Linked DNA regions of Mus musculus: region 1 is linked to region 2. A link is a contact called in public Hi-C data. All regions are on one chromosome and are shown on one strand. The core of a region is the stretch at or near the end of the contact, and the rest is flanking DNA. Distances in the headings are between cores, read along the strand shown.

Region 1 (2,979 bases), core at 306-2,805, 110 kb after region 2:
AATTATTTGCCTCAAAATCATTAGGGCAAACAGGAATGTCATTTTTTCCCTTCCCCAAGGAGCAGTGACATCCGCAATGAGACCAAATTACTGATAACATTAAAAGTAGCCACATAACTTTACTAAATAAAGCGAGCTGTGCTTTCAGAATTTCATGACCATTACTCTATAAAGCCCTCAAAAGTCTACTCACACCTCTGACTTATTCACATGCTTATTTTCCAGATAGAAAATGAATAGCTGGGGAGTCCCCACTACCTCACAGCTACCAAAGGGCAGTAGCTGCAAACAGCTCAGCCTGATGCAGCCTTCTGCTCGGCTCTTAACCACTTCTCTACGCTGCCCTCTGTGGTCTTGAAAACCCCAGGTGACTACTACAGAACAGCACCTGGTGACTCAGGCCTGGGAATGCAGATGGGATAGGAGATGCTCAGGCCAGCAGGGCTCTCCTGATGCCTGTATGTGTGCTTCTGAGAGCTTTAGCTCATCTCTGGACAGGGAGTCAAGCTTCCTTGGAGAAGAAGGAACCTGGGGAGGGCCTGAGGAAAGTGTAGCTGGGGGAAGACTCTGCAGAGGAAGGAGAAGCTGGGCTATGGTGGGCCCACTCATGACCTTGACGCTACAGTAGGTTACTATTTGTGATTTACACTCCACATCCAGGGTGGCCCTTGCTGGGTAAATGTCCACATCTCATAAAAAGCTAAGATAGAAATTTCTAAAATCTAGATGAACAGGCAACAGAGTGTGGCAGCTGGTCACTCTAACGCTACCTCCATTCTTCATGCAGGGCAATCTAAGCAACTCCCAGTTATACCTACCCCCAAACTCCATTACTGCCTTCCACACCATTCACCCTACAGAGAGCTGAACACCTACTATGTGCAATGCAGCAGAGCTTCAGCAGAACAAAGCAAGGACCTTGGCCTCCAAGTAACTTAGTCAATAACAACTTAATTTGCATATAAATACTTTATTTACATGCATCTGTTCAGAAAAGGCAAACACAGAAACTGATTTCAGTTGAGTAGGACAGTGGAAATTACTGTAGCAGACCCTGGGCTTCACTGAGGAACGATGAAATGTTCTATTATGATGATGGGTTGCAACTGTAAATACACTGAAAGGCAGTGGATTTTATGGTATATAATTTGATTTCATTTGATAGTCTGTTGCACACCCTCCATTCCAGCACTGAGTAGGTACAGGCAGGCAGATCTCTAAGTTCAAGGCCAGCTCAGGGTACAGAGTGAGTTCCAGGATAACCAGAGCTGTCAAAACAAAACAATAGTAATAAGGAAAACTAGAAGCTGAGGAATGAGCTCGCTGTGTCAGGCCTTGAGGAGACTGAAGAGTCCTGGTTCTTGCATGAGAAAGGCTGTGGTCTACTTTGTGCCTGTTTTGTATGTCTTGGAGTCTATAACAATTATTTCACACAGGCTTTTTAGTGCAACTGTTTGGGAAGACCCTTCAGTGGCAACCTGTTTGCTGATGTGCCCCTTACAGCATTCAGCACATTCCTCTGGTGCTAAATTAAGCTGTGGTGACAAACACTCAAAGGATACGTCACCTGGGGTTGGCAGCTGTTTCCGCTCTGACTCAGGCTGACAGAGCATCCACCATCTGGAGCCTTGCCAGTAGCCAACAGGCGGAGAACATGAATTGGATGAGCACACACAAGCAGCCCAGAAGTGACACAGACATTTCTAACTAGAAGAAGTAGCCACGTGAACTTACCAGACGGCTAGGAAGTATCAAGACCTAGAAGGGTTTGGATTGCCCATCATCAGCACCGATGTCTACTCAAGGACTTAGGGTTTAGAATAGTCAGGAGCGGGTGATGGTGATGCAGCATGCCAGGCTCCCAATCTCTGAGATGTCCCCTTATCCACACAAAGGAGAAATAATATTCACCTCATCACATCTGAGTGTATCTCTAACTGTAAAAAATATAGAAGGTGCTCTGCAGAATTATGGAGGTGCTCGAGTCCTAAGTATTGCGTCACTTTTACTGTTTGGGCAAAGATATTAAAGCAATGTTTTGCCTTTGTAATGTAAATAACAAGCGGGCACTGTGTAATAAATTGTTACAGGTGCCAACGCATACAAAGAAGCACAAGTAAACCACAGCCTTTCCTGGGCCTCCAAGGCCTGAAGCAGTGGGCTACTTCCTTAGCTTCTAGTTTCATTCTTATTATTTTGGGGGGTGAAAGCAACATGTAGGGTGCTTCCAAGGCTCCCAAGCACTGAGAGCTGGAACTTCAACTCCATCACTGGTTTGGCAGAAGTGGTAATGTCCCACTCTGTCTGGCCTTTTAACACCAATGGATGATTCTCATTCATTTGCAGTGAGAGTGGTTTAGGAAGCTCGCTTGTGTGCAGTCTCTCTCTCTCTCCCTCTCTCTCTCTCTCTCTCTCTCACACACACACACACACACACACACACAGACCTCCCAACCCTATGTGTGCTTTAACTCTCCAGGCCTGGGAGGACGAGAGAGCACTTGTCTCCCAAGGCAAGATGAAAGTGGATAGACAGTGGTCCACAACCAGACAGATAGAACTGCTCAGAAACACTCCAGCCACCTCTCACACACACTTCATCTATGACAATGTTTGGGATGGTGGGGCTGCACTTCAGTGTTCAAGGGACAGTAGCTGTCACCCTCTCAGTATACAGAGGGCCCGTCATTCCTAAAGATCTGTTGTTCAGGCTGGAACAGAAATACAAATTTAAAAGCCAGGAGGACAAGCTCCAAGATATTTTAAGTTTTTGTAGAATAAAGCTCGAACAGTATACTAATAAAATAAACACACTGATTATACAAGCCTATAGGCACGCAGGAAAAGACATCTCTCAGCGCTGTTCCTTTTCAAATGTGGATACTCAAGTCAACGATGTCAGGTTTAGTAGCTGAGTCGCAGATGATGCCACCAATGCCGACTGTCACAGGCAGTCCTGCAGGTGTGCTTGAGCAACAC
Region 2 (2,825 bases), core at 200-2,699:
ACATCCATTATGGCAACACATTTGGGACTTTCCATGGCCTCAGATACATAATCAAAATATCTTCTGGTTGTGTAGTCAAAACAAATACTACCATATTCCTGACTTACACCTGACAATGATGGCATTGCGTCTTTTGTCTTTAAAAAGACTGTACGCTGAGCTTTGGCGCTGAGAGTTATTTGAGGCAAGAACCTACTCTCAGTCAATTAAGTAACACTGCATTGACCTTCAAAGCTTTCCTACTCAAAGTATAAATCTTTGAGACAGGGAGTATATATCTATATGACAACATTGCCTGTGGCTAACATGAGTGTAGAGAAAAGAATGTACAAAATACCTGTTCTCGGTGCCCAATTTAGACCCAGCACTAATTATGAATCTTATAAATATCCCCAGGTGATGTGGAAATTAGCTCAGTGCCTTTCCAAGGGTCATAGAAAATATCCTAACAAGAAACTACTGGATCTGCCAGAACAACAACATAAAAAGCAAAATTTATAGCTTGATACCTGGCCGAGATAAAACAAGACTGATCGAATTATTTAGACAATAAAAGACCCTGCATTCAAAAAGATTACTACAATGACCTGAGAAAGTCATGAATTATTTAATAAATGATCTTGAATTTTTAGTCTAGTGGCTGGAAAAGAACTTAGATCCATAGTGTGTCATAAATGAAAATAACTTACGTGGAGTAAATATAAAACTGATCATAATAATACACTTTTACAACAGCTGTGAGTAGAAGACAATATTGTAAAGTCTCAAAAGAAACAAATATGTTAGCCGGGCATGGTGGCGCACGCCTTTAATCCCAGCACTTGGGAGGCAGAGGCAGGCGGATTTCTGAGTTTGAGGTCAGCCTGGTCTACAGAGCGAGTTCCAGGACAGCCAGGGCTACACAGAGAAACCCTGTCTCGAAAAACCAAAAAAAGAAACAAATATGTTAATGTAGAGTTAAAGCTCTCTATATAAAGAAATTATCCAAGGGCCATTGAAATGGCTCAGACATTAAAGGTGCTTTGCCCCAAACCTGATGATACAGGTTTGATCCCCAACGTCCCATGTTAGAGAAAAATTGAAAAACCAAAACAAAACACGAGAAGCAGATTCAATAACCTGACTTCTGGGTATGTGATGTGGGGGACAAAAACAAAAAAGCGAGAGGGCACACGAGTAGGGAAAGCGCACGGAGTCGCAACGATCGAGGCGACCTGCGTGCTGTAGGATAAAGTGTAGAGAAAAAGAGAAGCTTCCAGGATGCAAACGGAATTTGCCAGCATAATGGCGGTCTTCTCAGTTATACACAGCAAGGGTGCTCAAAAGGCACACATTTTCTCCCCTCCCGTAAAAGCGACCGAGCTCCTGGGTTCTCCGCGGAAAACCCAGGACTCGCGCATCCGTCTCCTCCTTCCGCTTCCGTGACCAGGGTGCCCGAGGGCCACTTCCGCTCCTGAGCCGCAGCAGCTTCCGTGGGCAACATGGCGGCATCCCGCTTGCCTCCCGCAGCCCTGACGCTGAAGCAGGTACTGCTGATCTCTCAGCCCCGCGGAGGTGTCCTGTGTGGTCGCGCTCCCCCTGCGACCTGGCTCGCCGCGGCCACCGCGGGCCTCGGCCGACAGCCTCAGCCTCCCGAGGGCGGAGCTGCTAGGCGTGCCCCGCCCTCGCAAGCCGCCCGCCCGCCGGTCCGCAAGGATTCTCTCTTGTTCTGTTTGCTAGCGAGGACCAAAGGGCTATTTCTGCTTGCTGAGTGGAGCCGGCTGGTTTGTGGTAACTTGTCTTTCTCCTTCCCTTGAGCAGTTCATGAGAAGGCAGCAAGTTCTCCTCCTCTACAGAAAGATTTTGCGAGCGATTAGGCAAGTTCCAAGTGATTCTGACCGAAAATACCTTCAGGATTGGGCCAGGGAAGAATTTAAAAGAAACAAAAGTGCCACAGAAGAGGTGAGAGCAAGACCACGCTGGGGCCACGGCTCCTTTGTCCCATTGTATCACTGAGCTTGTGAAGTTTAGCGAACACCTTGGAATATGCCACAGAGAATTTGCTCACTGCCCACTGGGTATTTTACATTTGTTTTGCAGCACATCTGGCTTTGTATTGTGTAGCCTAGCGTCCAGCTTTCCACTTCACACTACTGTTTTTTTTTGGGGGGGGGGGGTGGATGGGGGGAGTGCCTTTTGGTGACAGGATTGAATGTAGTGCCTTGGGCATTGGTAAGCCCACAGCTACAACCTGTAACAGCCACTGTTGGTTCTTGACTGTACCAGATACAATAATAGAACTTTGCCGTGGTTAAGCTGGTAAAACAATGACTAGATTGTCCTTTCCTCCACAGGATACAATCCGAATGATGATAACCCAAGGCAATATGCAGCTAAAGGAACTAGAAAGGACGCTTGCCTTAGCCAACTCGTAACTGGAAGATTTTTCATGTGTTTTGCACAGGCTCCGAGCCACTGTCATAGAGCACCCAAAAAGGTGATAATCACTCTGATCAAGAATATAAGTGAAGCGTGTTAATATTTCCACTACAGTCCGTGGCTGTAATAATTAAACGTGAACTAATGTCAAGATGAGAGGTTGGAATCCTCAATTGCTCAGAGGGAAGGTGAAATGGCAGCCCCTTTGAAAAACAGACGACTAGTTAGCAATTCTTAGAAAGGCAATGAGGACAGGGCTGGTAAAGATAGCTCCTCATGAAGACTCTTGCTGCCAAGGACAGAAGTTTGGTCCCTGTGACACTCATATCGTGGAAAAAAAAAAAAAACCACTCCAGAAAGTTGCCCTCCGACCTCCACACAGGCACTGTGGCACACAAACCAAAATG

What was found. A called contact is a pair of places that touch in the nucleus more often than the background predicts.
Region 1: a contact with region 2 is called in a Hi-C map of muscle stem cells, with 2.0 times the contacts expected there. The contact joins the enhancer-like site here to the promoter of Lyrm2 in region 2. A contact is called at or near these places in 4 of 39 promoter capture datasets (cranial neural crest, frontonasal cranial neural crest, liver and 1 more), 2 of 484 Hi-C or Micro-C datasets (the AML12 cell line and muscle stem cells), 7 of 115 datasets of contacts at active chromatin or transcription factors (embryonic limb bud, embryonic stem cells, fetal liver and 2 more) and 1 of 9 other capture datasets (pancreatic islet).

The regions. Positions count from the first base shown.
Region 1 is chr4:32,905,231-32,908,209 of GRCm38.p6, forward strand. All of the region lies in intron 1 of Ankrd6 (ankyrin repeat domain 6), which reads right to left. Among named protein-coding and RNA genes, the nearest start is that of Ankrd6, 44 kb to the right of the region's middle. Within about 2 kb of position 1,556, at least 59 of the 459 cell types and tissues checked have an H3K27ac peak or open chromatin away from gene starts, as enhancers often do. A contact at or near this core is called in muscle stem cells, where this site is marked.
Region 2 is chr4:32,798,810-32,801,634 of GRCm38.p6, forward strand. It overlaps Lyrm2 (LYR motif containing 2), which reads left to right and starts at 1,450. Exons shown (of 3, transcript NM_175364.4): 1 at 1,450-1,526; 2 at 1,801-1,941; 3 at 2,334-2,825. The coding sequence starts at 1,482. The coding sequence ends at 2,414.